Linked DNA regions of Rattus norvegicus: region 2 is linked to region 1. Evidence: chromatin contacts called from public Hi-C data. All regions are on one chromosome and are shown on one strand. The core of a region is the stretch at or near the end of the contact, and the rest is flanking DNA. Distances in the headings are between cores, read along the strand shown.

Region 1 (4,733 bases), core at 124-2,623:
GGTAATCCCTACAGTCATGCAAGTTCCAAGTCTTTGCAGAATCCAGTTTTACTTGTCTCAAACGATGGATTTCCTTCACTTGGAGAAAACCACTCCACAGCTTAATAGTTGCTCAAGTGAACCTTTCAGTCCTGGCCCCAGAAGCACTATTGCCCAACGGAAGGACAAATACCCAAACCCGGGATGGTGGAGGAGGAAAGAGGGACTGAAAAAATGAGAAGAGAGGTAGGTGGGGAGCAAACCACCCAATCATGTAATGCCATTCTTTTCAAATCAAACACCTTCAGAAATCCACATTCCCACCCCTTTACCCTCAACTCAGGGTGCCCTTCAGTGGATGTGATTTGAAAAGAAACAACACAAAGGTAAACCCAGCTCCACCCTTCAGTTTTAGAAAACAGTGAAACCAGCTCTAAGCACGCTACCCCTAAGAGCAAGGTCCGCACGGGGTCGACCGGCTTCCAACAGACAGCAACTTCACCCACTACCGCGGTTGGTCAAATGGTCGCATAACCGCGGGGAAGGGCTCGCCGGACGCCAAAAGTCAAGCCGGCCAGAGACAGTTCAGGCTAACTCACGGGGTCCAAAAGAAGCTTCTACCCACGGCCTCGGCGTGCGGCGTTTCGGAGGAACAAAAGCGCACTCCCGGGCTCCCTCCCGCACAGCCAGCGGAGGGACAGCGGCACCCGCCCCACGGCGCGGGCGGGAGGCCCGGGCAGCTTCCACCGCGCTGAGTCGCCAGCAGCAGCCCGGGCTCGAGGGGTTGCGGGAGCAGAGTCGATCCCTCCGGCGACGGCGCGGCGCCAGCTCTGGCCGGAGCCTTAGGGCCGGTTTCACCGTCCCCTCCCCCCGGACGCCGGGGAACGTGGGGGCAGGGAGGCCCCCGAGTCCCCGGGCTCCGCAAAACCCCCTTTTCGGTCCTGGCCATCAAGTCAACATCAGGCGAAATCAAGCGGGCGAGGGAGGGGAGGGTCGACGGGTGGGGGGAGGAACCGACCTGTCGATGAGGATCTTGTGGTCCCCCATCCAGGGGATGAGGTGCTGTCCCTGTTCTTGGGCCAAAGCCCGCTCGTCGTCGCGGAACAACTTGCAGGCATAGCCGAAAACCAGAAGCTCCACCCGGTTGCCCCCAGTGCCGGTGCCACCGGGCCCGGCCTCCTCCTTCACTCCGCCTTTCCTCTCCGCCTTGGCGCGGCCCCCGCCGGCACCGTACATGACAGCGTCCACGACGTCCGGGCCGGTCTGCTGCTGTGCCGAACAACGTCCCTGATGCCTCGCCTGGCCTACCCTCTCAGTCAAAGGCGCCGCATCCTCTTCGTAACTTCAACACAGCCGCCATAGCGAGCCACAAAATGGAGGAAACGCAACTTCCGGTAGGAAGCCCGCACTTTCCGGAAGTAGTAGTGGTAGATTCGCCACGATCACAAGCCGTTTGAATAGCTAAAAAATACGTAGACCTTAGTTTTCGTTGTACAATTTTATCTTGAGATAGTAATTTGTGTTTATGAGAAAATTTTACTTATGCTTTTTTTGGAGACCTCCTACGATGTGGCGAAAGCGCGGTTTGTGGCCGCGCGCCAACTTCCGCTGTAGCTGGAAGGCGGCTGCGAGGTGTGTAGGCAAAGTGGGATCTCGTTGAGAGCGCGTCTCAGCTTTCTTAGTGAGACCAACGGGCTTTTGCTCATTTCTGACATCCCGTTTTTTAGATCACTAGGAAGCCTAGCCCTAGTCATCTGACTGAGGAAGCTTCCAAGACTTGTGAGCCCTAAATATTCGAGGTGGCGGGCTTTCAATGGCTAGGAGCTTCAGTGGCGGAGGAAAACTCCAGCTAGGAAACAGCGAGACGGGATGTTTCCTTCTGGGAAGCAGATCCTTTTTTTCTATTTTAAAATACAGGATGTCAATTGTGACCCAAATTGGCCTGGAACTCTGGCAGTCCTAGCTCAGTTAAGATGCTAGTATTATCGACATGAACTCTGCTGGGCTGCAGTTTTTCTGGTGTCTGACCCAGATGATTGGTTCAGAGTCGGACCGGAGAGAACACCAATGGTCCTTAAGAAAAAAACTCTGTATTTCTTTCAGCTCTGAACATAGACCCAGGGCCTCACTATCACTGGTTTATATCTGCAGCCCTTTTCGTTTTAGTTTAACTTATTTATTTTGTGTGTATGTGTGTAGGCGACTCGAGTTAGATCGAATTCGACATGATGGAAGGAGAGAAGGACTTCGAGCACGTAGCCCCTCCCCCCAATAAATAACTATGTTTTTAAAAAGTGGATGGCGATTTAGGGAAACAATTGACCTCTGGCCTCCATGTGCATTTGTGTACACACTGCGCACATGCATATGAACATGTACACGGACTAGAAGGTATACTAAGTAAAACAGTTATGATGTGGAGAAGGTTACTTTGCAGAGACGTCTTAAACCTAAAGCCAAAACTCATTTAATGATTTTTAAGTAAAGTAACTCAGGGCGCACACGCATGCACACTCACACTCACACACACACACACACACACACACACACACACACACACACACACACACCAGCAGACAGTGTCTCTTTGTAGCCTTGACTGTTCTAAAATTTGCTCTGTAGACCAAGCTGGCCTCCAACTCAGAGATCATCCTGCCTCTCCCTCACAACTGCTAGGATTAAAGGCATTGCTTGACCATCACCCCGACTCCATCAGCAATTTTTAAAGTTAATCTAACATAAAAAATCTAGACATTAATATGATACATACTGAGGAATGATAAGAAAATACTTGTTTGCCATAACTACTATGTTTCTATAAGAGCAGGAAACTTTCTATGTAGTATAAAAAACACTGCAGTTCTTACCATATAGTAGTCTCAGCTGTGAGCTGTGACATTTTAGACTGTAGGGCATTATCCCAAGTGCAGTTTGCACGGTGTGCTCAGAAGCCACCAAGGCCGCACCAAAGTCACACAATAACACAGCTGAGCACTGCCAGAAACACCTGGGCCCATTATACACTTGGTTTGGAATTTCAAAATAAAATCGTTTGTACTCAGAAACGTTTACTATGGTCTCTGACACCGACATTCAAATACATGACCTCATTTGGGATATAGAGCCACAGTTTGGAAAATAGTTGGGGCTGGGAAAATGCATAAGTTGATAAGTGTTTGCCTTACACACAGAAGCGCCTGAGTTTGATATCCAGAACCCATGCAAAAAGTATTGGGTGTGATGGTGGTTGCTTAGAATCCTGGAGCTCTAGAAGCAGAGACAGGTTGAGGTGTCAGGTTTGATGGCCAGCTAACCTGATTTACTTGGTGAGTTCTGGGCAGTGAAAGGCCCTATATTACAAAAAGTAGGTGGCACTTGAGAAATGGCATCCAGTGTTCTAGGGCCCCCACACAGGCTATTTGAGTTTCATCTAAGTCTTCCCTAGGAACCAACTGCCCTTTTACACTGTAAGTCAGTGACTCCTGACCTGCTGGGTAAAGACCTCCTGAAGGCTGTCGTTTGGGACCACATACATCTGTGATGTAGCTGGTGCATACAGTATCACTTCTTGCCCCAGGCGGCTTGCTATCCGAGCCTTCCTTGGCTGACTGGCTCACAGTGAGATCTAGGCTTGTGTTGTCCTGTAGGCTTTATTTGTGAGAAGTAAATGGCTTTCTTGTAACGTGTTGCAGAAGTGTTTTTTGCCTCAGGTTGAGACAAACTACTAGCAGGCACGTACTGAATGCACCTCACATTGAGCTTATGTGACCTCTGTGGCTTGCTGTATTCAGAGGCTACTGCTGGCAAGCCCTCGTGGGTGTTCAGTTTATGTTGTGCTCCCTCAGTTTATTTGAACTGTTTTTTGTTGTTGTTGTTTTTTTGTTTTGTTTTGTTTTTTGTTTTTTTGGTTTTTTGTTTTTTTTTTGGTCGGGGGAAGTTACGAACTAATACAGAAATCTTAACAACTGCACTGTTTTTTTTTTTCTTTCTTTTTCTTTTTTCTTTTTTTCAGAGCTGGGGACCAAACCCAGGGGCTTGCGCTCGCTAGGCAAGCGCTCTACCGCTGAGCTAAATCCCCAACCCCAACTGCACTGTTTTTATCTTATGAGACCCTGGCTGGGTTTATCAGACCTCTGGTATATAAAATTACCAAGAAGACCTGGAATTATAGATTGGTCTTGATTCAAGGAGGTTAGAATGTTTCCGTGTGGAACTCTGTCTAGTGGTACTCATAGGTGATGTGTGCATGAGAACTACAGGGTCAGTGGGCAAACTCCAGCTTTGCCTTTTTTTTTTTTTTTTTTTTTGAGACAGAATCTCATGTAGCCCAGGCTGGCCTCAAACTTGTTGTGTATCCAAGGATTAACTTGAGCTTCTGACCTTTCTGCATCTACTTTCTGAGTGCCGATGATTACAGGGGTGCACCTGATTTATATGGTTCTGGGGATGGATTCCAGAACCTCATACATACTAGGCAAGCAGTTTACACACTGAACTGTATCCCTAGCCCTACACTTGGGTTTAATGCCAACTTTAGAGGCACCTGGGTCAAACCACACCCACGGAACTTTCTGAGGCTGCTACTCTCAGGAATGTGAGACCTATCTCAAAGGAAGTTTGGTATATACATACATAGGTGACCTTCTGACACCAAAGGGTCATCGGTCAGTAACCAGTACTGACACAGTGAAGGAATGGTGATTTCACCTGGTGATTTGAACGGCTCAAAGATCCTGAAAACAACTTCTGCCTTT
Region 2 (4,702 bases), core at 815-3,314, 110 kb after region 1:
TCATACTTCACAGTTACAGGACAGATCCTGACAATATTGTGACCCTCTTGGAGAGGGAAAGGAAAAGCCGGTTCTGTTTTGACATCTTCTGCTGCCCTTGGAACTTTAAACCTTGTTCTGGGTCCTTGGACACCGTTGGGGGAGAGACAGGGAGCAGAGAGTGCAGCACAGAAGATGTATATCCATGCCTCCTCCCAGCCATTTGGATTGTGGCTCTCAACGACGATCGATCGACCATCAGGATGAGGATATAAACGCGTGCAAGAAAATGAGTGTCTCTCCGTGGCTGCGATACACGCTCCATCTGCTAAAACCATCCCCAGCCTCTAACTCAGAGAGCTTCTGTCTTTGGCCAGAGGCCATGGCCCTCCAAACTGCCTCTGGGTGCATTTGTCCCCATCAGCCACTTACTGACTGAGGGCAGGGAACGAAAAGCAAATCTGAGGTCTGCCTGTGGCAGAGGGCTCTGCATCATGATTACTGAGCTGTAGGACGCCTTCCCCTGACACTGACATATCGCAGGGCCACTGGCATTAACCCAGCCACCTGCCCATAAGAACTGCACGACTAGCTGCCCTTCATGGAGGTCACGTGCCTCCCAGAAGCGTCACGCACTTCACCCTCAGATGTCTGCATTCTGGGAGCTGATAATTTGTGTCTGCTAAGTGACCACCTGGATGAGAGAGGTCGAAGTGCTGAGACATTGCCTTCGCCTGTCATACGTTCTTATGGAGGTTGGTTTGAGGTGGAATGGGTCCCCGGGAGTACCGGGCTCTGTGGCAGGAAGCAGCTCTGATCTTCGGTCCTGAGGATTTTCTTGCTCTTGAATCTGCCGCTCTCAGTGACGCCTCAGCTGTCTGGGACAGACCCAAGAGCCATTGGCCTTGTCTCCTGTAGAATGGAGGGTTCTCTGGAGAGCCTGGGGAGGAATCAGTCAGGGAGGACACTGACCCAGGAATAATGGAGGAAGATTGAGGAGGGCTTCAAGCCCCGGATACGAATACCTCAGATGAGAACAACAGGCTCCCTTCCCCCCTCAACCTGATGCCTGGAGATCAGCTTCCCCCACCCCCCTCTTACCCCCAATAAGAATTTCTTCCCCTGGCAGTTATCAGGGCTCACTCCTTGTGGTATGTGTTTTTTTGGGGGGGGGTGCAGCTATGGTTCCGTGTCCTCCACTTCCTCCCTCTCAGAGTATCCGGATGCCACTGCACACAGACTTGGCTCGGGGTGGGCTTGAACGCATACCGTTTATTCAGGGTGAGCCAGGGGTATATGTGAACCTTGGAGCGTGGGAAGGGGTAGTTTCATGAGCTAGAGTTTGAAGTACTGGGAATAATTCTTGGATGGAGAAGCATTCAAGGAATCCCAGTTACCTGCTGAGTGGGTTCTTATTGGGAAAAGAGGAAGTTGAACTTGTCGGTCTGCCAAAGACTACTCGACCTTCTCCAGGTGAGGGTATAGGGGTTCAGGCTCCCCAGACAAGGTCAGAGAATGGGAAGACCTGCTGAAGGGAGTCTTCCATCGTATGCCAAAGCTCAGAGAAGTTATCCTGTCATCGTAGAGTTTGATCTTAAGTAGGGTTTCCCCACATGAACCCCCCAACCCCTGAGTATGCACATGAAGGATCTTCCGACATCCTTGTCCTGGCCAATTGTACACAACTACATAAACCTTGCTCCAGAGACCCTGGCCACCTCCCCAGGGAGATAAATACTCCTTTCTCCCCCAGCCCATTAAACGGAATCAGTTCTCCAAAGCTGTTTCATATGTGCGAGCGCGTGCGTGCGTGCGTGCGTGCGTGCGTGTTCTTTACACACTGCCGACTAAGACCCTTATTGCATCCACCCTCCCTGGCCAAGCTTAAAACCCCAGAGTACAGCAAGAGTCCTGGGGATGGTGCCTGCTACCCTCATAAGCCTCATAAGCCTACTGCTGGCGATGAGAGCTTTTTCCTCCCCGGGGGAGGCTGCATTTAGAGGAGATTTAATCAGAAGAGAAGAATGGGCCTAAGAGGGTCTCCAGGGAGTTGGGCTCTCAGCGCCCCCTGCTGGCAGCTCGGCAGCTCTATAGTAATTGGCTGGGCGGGCTCCTACCACGTTAGCTAGTGGCTGTGCACTCAGCCACGCTCAGGGCCCACATCTCTCGCTCTGCTTTCATGAATCTCCCACGCTTCCTCATGGTAATCCTAACGGAACGGCCATTATCTTCTCGCTCCCTGCGTACTTTAGACAGACACTGGCCAGGTCCCTTTTTCATGAGCTGGCATCTGGGGCACACAGGGTCTTTCCTTTCATCTGGCCCTTGTTGAGAGAACGACTTTGCCTTTTCCAGGGTACGGGGCATGGCTACTGTGGCTGGTGCTAAGCTGGGAGGGAGGCTGGGGGCAAGCCAGGTGGGATGGTGGCTTTTCTATCCCACAGTGGTGAAAGGTTGATATAAAGTCTGGGGCTTCAGCAGGCATGGTGGAACATTGAGGGAAGTTAAACTGAGGAAAGCACACTAAAACAGGGCAGAGAAGGCCCTTCCCCTACTGTGGTGATCGTAAGGCCAGCTCTGGACTCTACTTTCCACCCTGAATTTAATGAAAGATGGCTTCCATCTTGTCTCAGAGCCCGCGACTTGAGATTCTTCACAGTCACCCTGACCCATAGGTCACATGAAAAGTGTTTCCCTGTAAGCTGTGAGGTAACTAGGAGTGCATCCCCCATTGCTAGAACCTTAAACATAGAGCATTCCCAAAGTCCTCATGGTGGTGGTTCTGCCTGGTGGCAGATACTGATTTGGACCTCTGCTGTTCTGAAGGATGTAGGGGAGGGATGCTTTGGGCAACAGGGCTCAGAGTTCTCTTGCCTCTAGCCCGGCCAGATGTTCCTAGAGAGGACATCCACCCAGCCCCCACCATCAAGGCCATTGACGTAGAAGGAAGCATGGTACAAAGCAGGGGCTTTGTCAGAGGGTGTTCTGGGTGCTGATGCACCCTCTTCAACCTCCAGGGACAGTTGAGCCATTGCCTCCCCGTGGCTGCCTGAGGCTGTCTTCCCAGGACATCGACCCTAATGAGACAAACAGCTGGATAGGAGGAGATGCTGGCAGAGGGGGACAACGACCTTGAGGTGATGCCATTTATTTCTCCCGAAGCTTAGCTAAACTCTATGGAAACTGGAGCCTTCAGGAGAATTGGTTGCATGTAGGTGTTGTTGTAAAATTATATTAAAATGCTGTCTTCTACCCCCCCCCCCCACTAGGTCCGATATGTACAGTGCCCCCAAGATATCTGCTAGATATCTTGCCAGAAACACACATCCCAACTCCGTGGCGACCCAGTGTCTCTGCCGCCACACACTCTCCCAAATTCAATTCTCCACAAGAAAGAACACGCAACACAATAACCTCTGATCCAATTGATGAGGTATAATTGCCCACCTAAACATACAAAGCCCTGTACACATCCATCCCTTAAGAACATTCATAACAACCTGTAAATACACAGAGTGGAATCTTAACGTCAGCCTCTGTGTTCTCCCTGCCGCTTCTCTGCAGTCTCCCCTAGTCTCCCGTCCTTTCCATTCCAGTCTCCTCCTCCTCCTCCTCCCTCAAGCTTGTCTCCTACCCATCTTTCCTTCTCATCCAATGACGGGCCTCATTCTGTCTTGTACCTGCCTAACTTATGACATCATCCCACATCCCTCCGGTCTGGGAGGCCATCTTCTGGCTCAGCCCAAGTTAAGCAACACTGCCATTGTGGCTAGGAAGCGCAGGTAACTTGTGGGAGGGAGGGATCTCTGTGGAGTCCCCAGTCATCAGTTGCCCTGCAGAGACCTGGTGGCCTTCGGTTACACATTTTTTGTTTGTTTGTTTGTTTGTTTGTTTGTTCTGAAATAGGGTTGCTCTGTGTAGCCCTGGCTGTTCTGGAACTCACTCTATGGACCAGGCTGGCCTTGAACTCAGAGATCTGCCTGCCTCTGCCTCTTGAGTGGTGCTGGGATGAAAGACATACACCACCATTGCCTGGCTTATATCTGGAATTTTTTTTTATTAGAAAAGCTGATACTTAGTCAATCTTACAAGCAGCCACAAACCTGTAAGGTTTGTTTCTTTAAATTAGCTTCCAGCATTCAAGAGCCACGGCTCTACTCTGGCCTAACTTTAGATATCTGGTTCTGATTTTTTCTTTCTTTCTGATCTGTCTATATTTCCCCAGTATGCAGCTGTCAGTCATTTCAAGGGTATCTGTTGTTGGTATTTTTTTTAAATAACTTCTTATTGCAAAGTATATTTACTGTAGAAGAAATCTAGTCTTTACTATAGAAAAAAATTAGTCTTTTTTTTTTTTAAGGAAAGGCTGAATCTATATAATACATGAGGGAGGAAAAAAATCACATTTCCATCAGCCAGCAAGAACCCCTAAACATGGTTAGGAGCAGGGACATTAGGTGACAGCTCTGGGTGTGCCTAGTGCTTGCTGCTCTTCAAATGGCAGTAGCCATCCCTATGACCACTCACTGGGACTAGTGTTTTTGTTCGGTGATACGTCTTTTTTTTTTCTTTTTTTTTTCTTTTTTTCGGAGCTGGGGATCAGTGATATGTCTTAATTACTAATTAATTGATTGTGTTTCATCTGTGTGTATGTCTATGCACTCGATGCTCTCCTGTGCTTGAAGAGACCAGAAGATGTCAGAGCCCCTACACCTGGAGTTAG

The links. Hi-C and Micro-C count contacts between places; a contact is called where the count stands out from the background.
Region 2: a contact with region 1 is called in a Hi-C map of Schwann cells, with 3 times the contacts expected there. The contact joins the enhancer-like site here to the promoter of Sfswap in region 1. A contact is called at or near these places in 2 of 12 Hi-C or Micro-C datasets (Schwann cells and mammary epithelial cells).

What each region holds. Positions count from the first base shown.
Region 1 is chr12:32,814,659-32,819,391 of GRCr8, forward strand. Sfswap (splicing factor SWAP) reads right to left here and starts at 1,374. Exons shown (of 19, transcript NM_001400984.1): 1 at 998-1,374. The coding sequence starts at 1,215. LOC134481178 (a long non-coding RNA gene) reads left to right here and starts at 1,240. Exons shown (of 2, transcript XR_010056506.1): 1 at 1,240-1,373.
Region 2 is chr12:32,928,612-32,933,313 of GRCr8, forward strand. No RefSeq gene overlaps it. Among named protein-coding and RNA genes, the nearest start is that of Sfswap, 110 kb to the left of the region's middle. Within about 2 kb of position 2,065, at least 3 of the 93 cell types and tissues checked have an H3K27ac peak or open chromatin away from gene starts, as enhancers often do. A contact at or near this core is called in Schwann cells, where this site is marked.